Regions from separate parts of the Anser cygnoides genome. Here region 2 is linked to region 1. A link is a contact called in public Hi-C data. All regions are on one chromosome and are shown on one strand. The core of a region is the stretch at or near the end of the contact, and the rest is flanking DNA. Distances in the headings are between cores, read along the strand shown. Region 1 has its middle 67 kb from the start of PFKFB3. Region 2 overlaps TAF3 (TATA-box binding protein associated factor 3).

Region 1 (3,458 bases), core at 580-3,079:
TAAATAAGGAAGGTGTCAAACATGGGCAGTGTTCTTTGTGCTATGTTCTCCTTTGGCTTTTTATTAGACTAGCAAGAAGGAAGTTTGTAATTGCAATGCCCAAACCACCCAGTTTTCTGCGTGGTCTACAGCGCTACCAACAACAGTGTTTGAAACAGAAAACAAGTCAAGTGAGAAAGGAAACACAGGACAAGTGTAGAGACTTCCTTGTTTTTCTGCCAGACCACTTCCTTCCTGCCCTTCCTTTCTGCTCTCACTAATAACCACAGTCTCTTGCTGTCTTAAGTCTCTCTTCCTTGACTCATCCAGAGCCCAGCTCTTCCAAGCAGACACCAAAATCCCACTTCTGGTTCTCTCTGCCTGGTGGAGCTGGCTGGGGACAAATTCAGGAGCTTGATTTGATTGCTTGTTTTAGTAACATAAAGACATTTATTGCAATTTGAGACACCCTTGAATGCTTGAAACATCTGGAAAGGACTTTCAGATGTTGCACAGCACCTGTGGAAGACCAGGGTACCTGGAGAGACACCTGGAACCCACACAGGATGCCTTTCAAGTGGTCCTAGATACTTATGCGTGGAATTAGCTTTCTAGATCCCAAGATCTAGATACCAAGTAGGGGCAGGATACAGGTGCTTAAACATCTGGAAACTTTTGCAGTGCCCAAAGGTATCTGAGACACTTGCTCAAGACTGACAGATGTGATACAGGAACACAGGGGACATCTGCTCTTCTAGCACAGAAGCTGAAGACCAGGCAGGATTGATCACAGAGACTAAGGTGGCAGCAGACATTGGCATCCAGGCAATTGAAAGCTACCCTAGATGTCCAGTGAGTACTTAGGAGCTCAGACATCAGGCTCACATGAAGACACCAACACTGTAAGTATCCAAAGGAAGAGAGGACAGCCTCCAACAATTTTAGGGGTGCCGATTTTAGCTTAAAAATCACATGGCGAGATAGATGCATGCCCTCTGGGCTAAATAAAAACACTGCAAAGCCCCTTGAGGGTGACTGATCCTTTTAGATGGACAGGTGACCATCTGTGATCGGTCAAGTCCTGGTTTAACCTTCCCGTCGTGTCGTAATACACAGTGTGCCATGTGGTTTGGCTCTCTCCTAGAGAGAGCAATCAGAAATGTTGCTATTATCTCCCATGGCTTTTTTTTTTTTTTTTCAGTTGGGCTACAGGAATGAAAGATATGGCTGGGATTTCAGGGCCACCAAGATATTGGAGCAATCTGAAATCATATGGTGCTAATGAACCAGAGAACTCAATGCTGAAGTTGTCATTTAATCATTAACCATCTTCTGAACTGCATTAATTTGGGCTTCAGAGTTATTACCTTGCAGAAGCCTTTGATCTCAGTTTAGGGTGATTTCAAAATCACTTTCAACATATCAGATATGATGAAGCATCCGAGAAAACCGGTGCTTCCCCTTGTTTTCACTGTGCTTCAAAATGGGACAGAGATTTCTTTAGAGTCAGCCAAAAAAGGAAATTGCAAACACCTGAATTCTTTTTTTAATCAAAGTTTATATTTCTACATGTGCTTACAAGATATTACGACAACCTTTCCTGACTTATCCACCATCAACCTTGAGAGAAACAGCCTTCCAGAGCCTACCAGAAGTTGGCATGAGGCAGAAATAAGCCCCATAAGAGGTCAGAGAAGGTTCAAAAGAGCAAAATGAGGACAAAAAGGAAGAAGAACCTGAAACAACAATGCAAAATCATGGGACTGAGCAGCGAGGCATGTGAGATGCAACTGAATCCACTCACTTCAGACCTTGTCGGAGGGTTATGTTGTCGAGGCCATGCAGATGTAGGAGTCAGTGGGAGAAGGAGCCACACGTGGTAGGGGGACGGGCAGCAGAAGAGGGGATGGCATGCTCTGATAGCAGTGACTGCAGTTTCTGGCTGCCTAAACCATTTAGATCTGGACTTCTTGGGTCCCTCTACATCTCTGGGCACAGTTTTGCCTCTTTCCCTTGGGGCTGTGCATGCTTGGGGATGAAGGTTTGCTCTTAGTTTGTCCAGAGAAGTGTCAAACAGCAAAGAGATCCCCATGCCACAGGGCCCCCAGTCCCATGGCTACCACAGGACACAGAAAATATCATGATTTGAGTAGACCAAAAGCACTGTATCCACATTCCCTCTTCTCTCCCACTAATTCATTGCCAAACTTTTCCTTCACTCTGGCTAGTGCATGCAGCATTGGTCCTGCCTTCAGCCTAGGTGTGGTGCAGTGTAGACAGAACCATGGGAAGTGGAGATGAGTCAGCTCCTGGCCGTGGTTCTTTATGTTTCACATACACATCAGCTGCAAAAGACATCCTCAGAAGTTAAAGAGCTAGTTATTTCAGACCAAACTATGAGGAAAGAGAGAAGGAAGGAAGGAAGGAAGGAAGGAAGGAAGGAAGGAAGGAAGGAAGGAAGGAAGGAAGGAAGGAAGGAAGGAAGGAAGGAAGGAAGGAAGGAAGGAAGGAAGGAAGGAAGGAAGGAAGGAAGGAGGGAAGGAAAAGAAAGAAAGAGAGAAAGAGAGAAGGAGAGAAAGAGAAAGAAAGAAAGAAAGAAAAAGAAAGAAAGAGAGCGAGAGAGAGAGAGAGAAAAAGAAAGAGAAGGAAAAAGAAAGAAAGAAAAAGAGAAAGAAAGAAAGAGTGAGAGAGAGAGAGAAAAAAGAGAAAAAGAAAGAAAGAAAGAAAGAAAGAAAGAAAGAAAGAAAGAAAGAAAAAGAAAGAAAGAAAGAAAGAAAAGAAAAAGAAAGAAAAAGAAAGAAAGAAAGAAAGAAAGAAAGAAAGAAAGAAAGAAAGAAAGAAAGAAAGAAAGAAAGAAAGAAAGAAAGAAAGAAAGAAAGAAAGAAAGAAAGAAAGAAAGAAAGAAAGAAAGAAAGAAAGAAAGAAAGAAAGAAAGAAAGAAAGAAAGAAAGAAAGAAAGAAAGAAAGAAAGAAAAAGAAAGAAAGAAAGAAAGAAGGAAAGAAGCAGTCATGTGTCAATGATAAACACAAAATGAGTCACGCCGTAAGAGGCTGCACCTGAAAGGAAATCTAAAACAGCAACTTCCTCCTCGCTGCGGGCTGCAGTTTGCTGCTGCATACAAGGAGTAGAGATAGAAAAGTGAAAACGTCTGCTTTCTGCCTCATGGTCAGACATAACCAGTGTTATAACCAGAGCCGTGCAAAGGCCCCATCCTTCATTTCCCCAGCCAGGGCTGCAGTTGTAGAAGAAAAAAATAATAAATTTCTCCATGCGAGTAAAAGCTTTGCATCAAAACTATGTGATGTTGCCAGTGACGGCAGGCTCGACCACAGCCGAAGTTCCCACAGTGAAGTGAAACTCGAATGTCTTCAGCAGCTCTGGCAAACACATGCCAGCTCTGCCTGAAGCCCTCAGACAGAGACGTTTCCCCTCCACTGGTGCAGGAGAGAGGTCTAATTCTCTGCTAACCTGTTTCTCT
Region 2 (3,670 bases), core at 141-2,640, 600 kb before region 1:
CTCAGCCCCGCTGCTCCGTGTCACCTGCAGTTAATTCGGCCCCACGGCCAACCAGCCGACAGATTATCCACGGTGTCCAAAGAAACTACAGGGGCTGGCACGGGGAAATACTCCTGTGCTTTCCATCAGTTCAGCCTCAAGAAGGGCCGATGGCTGGCTTACTTCTGTCCTGCCTCCACCTGCCCATCCGAGGCCCAAAGATCATGCCAGTCAGTGAAAAATTAACGAGTGAGTAAGGACAGGACAGAGAGCTTTTGGTTTCATGCCTATTTTTTTTTTTCTTTTTAAGCAGGGAGAAACTGCAGCTCTGTAATAAATGCATTGAGAAGAACTCATGAGTCACTACCCGTGCAACACGTGCAGCCTATTATAAATAGCTCAGCGTTCACCCTCATGGCTGGTATCAAAGAGAGATTATTTCGTTTTTAAGCAGGGGATTATTTAGGTACAGCTCCTCAGCTCCCTCACAGACTCCTTGTGCTGCAGCAAGTCGCAAGGCCCTGCCATGCATTAAACTGTGCTGTACCTGCGCTGACAGTTGGGTAACTCGGGCAGACAACTCACCACTTCAATCCAGTATCCACAGGAACAGCCAGAAGCACACAGCAGATTATTTAGTAGATATAAACGCCTCGTTTGAGTGCACTTAACTGGGGAAAAAGAGCCTTATTAATGTAGTTTTACCAAGCAGGCAAAAGAAATTTCTTGCTACGGCTGCTCAGAGTCTGCTCCTTTTCCTGGTAATAAATGTCAAGCAAAAAAAAATCAAGTTGGCCTTCATTGGTAGCCAGCAAGTTAATTAGTTTAAAAACATCAGAATTTAAGGTTATCAGGATGTGAAGAGGTACGCTTATAACAAGTGTTACAGGCCCTGAACAGATACTGGTTACAACATTCAACATCTGAGCAGGGAATCAGCTCACTGAAACTGAGCACCAAGACCTAATGCTTTGGTTGAGGTTACTATTATTTGATTGAGGTTATTAAAATTATTTCACTCTTCTAAGTATGTAAAAAATGAAAAAATCTACACGGTAAATTTGGCTGATGCCAGGTCAATCCTCTCCGCTGCGTTAATTCCAGTGAAAAGATCAGCCTGCTGTTGGCACTCTCCAAAGCAGAGATTTGCCGTAACGAAGTTCAGTTTTCCTTTACAGGAGACAGCGCAAGGAAAACTAGAGCAGTTTTTGAGCCAGCTCTATCTTGGCAAAACATTTTGCAAGATCTGTCATTTCGCCTTCTAAGACAACGTTGTGCTCATCAGATCACACTCTGCCTTCATAAATACATGTTTTATTAATATAAAAATTTAATGTGTTAAAATAGATGGGTATTATATTCATAAATTCTTTCATGGTCATATAAAAATAGTCTTTAAAAAATATATTCACGTGATACGAAACCAAACTTTTAATCTTTGCTTCCTGCAAATTTCAGCAGAAAGAAGCCAGAGCATATCCAAGGATTTGTTCAGCATGGGAAATCCAGGGAAAGACTGGTGAAAAACTCGCTTCTACATCCAGAACACCTCCAAGGTAGTTCATTATCTGCTGCTAAAACTAGGAGTGCAATTTAAATTTGTCCTGTTTATAAAACCAGGGGTAAATGTGTTCCGTTACCTCACACAGCTTTACACCTCTGCTGCAACATGCCCCAGTGTCCTCAGTGACTGAAGCTAAGCAATCTGGTTGCTCTTTAAAGCAACGTAATAGAAAAAAAAAATCAGGCTTTTGGGGGCAGAGATCACGACTCCTGTCCTCGTCTGTCCGATCAATAACATTGCTCACACAAACACGGTGGCAACCGGACTCTTGGACTGGCTGTGCGAGGCTGGGAGGCAGAACAAGCCGCGTTCTACACGTCCACGACCAACTGCTCTGCTGCCAAGCTGTTAGCTAAACTCACAGCAAACACGGCTGCCTTCACGGGATGGTTACCCCTGCACAACTAGGAAATCACAGCGGTTAAGTCAAAGCCCCACCTGCGCTGCCACTTCTTGCGAGCCCCCGTGGACCCTGGGTGCAAAAAGCAGCAGCACGCGGCAGGGATCCTCTCCCTAAAACATAACGAGGGTAAAAACGGGCATCCTGGCTCTCAGAAACCACACAAGGTCAGCTTGTTTGGTAGCTCCGATGCCTTAATTACATATCCCAGCACCGTGTTCCAAACATTTTAGTGTATAGCCATGTATGGGAGGCACACAGAATAGTGAATAATTTCCTCTCATAAGCTTTCAACAAAAATAAACAGCACAAGACGAAGGCAACCCTTACTTTCCCCCCTGTAAGTTCCCCCTCTCCTCCGCCCCCAGCACAGATATTCCGAGGCATTTCGCAGCATCAAACCCCTCGAGGCCGCTTTGCAAATCCTTTTGCCTTCTATTCACGGCCACGGAAGCTCCCGTCAACCGCAGCTACCGCAAATGCAAAGAAACAACAGCAGAAAAGCACTGAAAATCCTGGACGCAGCTCTCCTAATGGGATGTAACAGCTGGAACAAAGATCTAACACAGCTGGGAAAGCCGTCGCTTCCTTTCGGAGCTGAGAAACCGCGTGAGCAGCGATGACATGCTTCTCAGAGCAATACCACACGGTCTCAGCTACGTCGGGGTAAATCCATCCCCGTTTGAATACAAAGATTACGTCCCCCCAGCTGACAACCCTGCTAACTCGAACCCAACCAGTCTGACTCCGAGATAACGCGCCGACAATGGGGCTGCTACAATTGGGATTTAATTAATGCCACTTCTGCAAAACCATGGCAAAATTCTGCTCATTCATCCCGAGCTGGGTTTGTACGGTAACTTATTTTAGGAGCGAAAGGAGAGGATTCTGAAGAAGCCGTGAGACATCAGCTGAGCGTTAAGAGGTCTTGTCACAAACCTTTTAAAGAAAGAAACGCAGGAATCATTTTGAGAGAGAATGTAAGAAATCCTGTATTGCTGACATGAAAACATATTCCCCTCCTCACTAAATTACACATATACACGTATGTGTGTAATGTGTCTTCCTTCTTCATGCACAGAGGGGAAAAAAGATTTCCTTCCCCCCTTTTTGGGGCACCCAGAGCAAGAGGGGACATTTTATTTCCACTGACTCCCACCGAGTATTTCCAATTCCTCAAGCAACTAAAGGTCAAAGATGGATTTCCACCGCCTCTGCACCTTTTCCTCCCGGGGTTACAAGAGCTGCAGTACCTGTGGCAGAGTCAGCCGCGCCTGGGAGGCAATGCTGCTCCCCAGCTCACCTCCTACACCAGCACCGATCCACCAACACAGCATCAGCCCAGAATTTACACCAACCCCAGGGGAAGGGGCAGCTCTGGCCGAGCCCAGGCTAGCTCCTTTCTCACCCGTAGCCCCGCTGTTCCGAGCTCTCTGTGCTGTCTCCTGTGATGTCCTCACAGAGAGCTCCTATTTGGCTCAGGCACTGCACACCGCTTCGCATCCAACTTTTAAAAACGCTGCCTGCTTCTCCCCCAGATTAGTGGAAAGCTCGGAAGAGGAAAGCCACTGGACCTGGACCTCGAGTGCCAAGTGTGCAGCAGCCTCGCCAGGGCCAGGGCCTCGCCAGGGCCCTCCAAAGCCCAGCTCCCCTGGCAGTGCTCGGCCCGAGGGCAAGAAGCGAGGCAGGGCAGGTATGGGGGCATTGGGATCAGCGCTGCGGCAGCG

The links. Hi-C and Micro-C count contacts between places; a contact is called where the count stands out from the background.
Region 2: a Hi-C map of liver shows a contact between it and region 1, with 10 times the contacts expected there. The contact joins two enhancer-like sites. A contact is called at or near these places in 2 of 7 Hi-C or Micro-C datasets (both in liver).

Annotation. Positions count from the first base shown.
Region 1 is chr1:4,087,227-4,090,684 of Taihu_goose_T2T_genome, reverse strand. No RefSeq gene overlaps it. Among named protein-coding and RNA genes, the nearest start is that of PFKFB3, 67 kb to the right of the region's middle. Within about 2 kb of position 1,829, at least 1 of the 3 cell types and tissues checked has open chromatin away from gene starts, as enhancers often do. A contact at or near this core is called in liver, where this site is marked.
Region 2 is chr1:4,689,556-4,693,225 of Taihu_goose_T2T_genome, reverse strand. The region is part of intron 1 of TAF3 (TATA-box binding protein associated factor 3); the gene reads right to left. Among named protein-coding and RNA genes, the nearest start is that of TAF3, 5.2 kb to the right of the region's middle. Within about 2 kb of position 1,390, at least 2 of the 3 cell types and tissues checked have open chromatin away from gene starts, as enhancers often do. A contact at or near this core is called in liver, where this site is marked.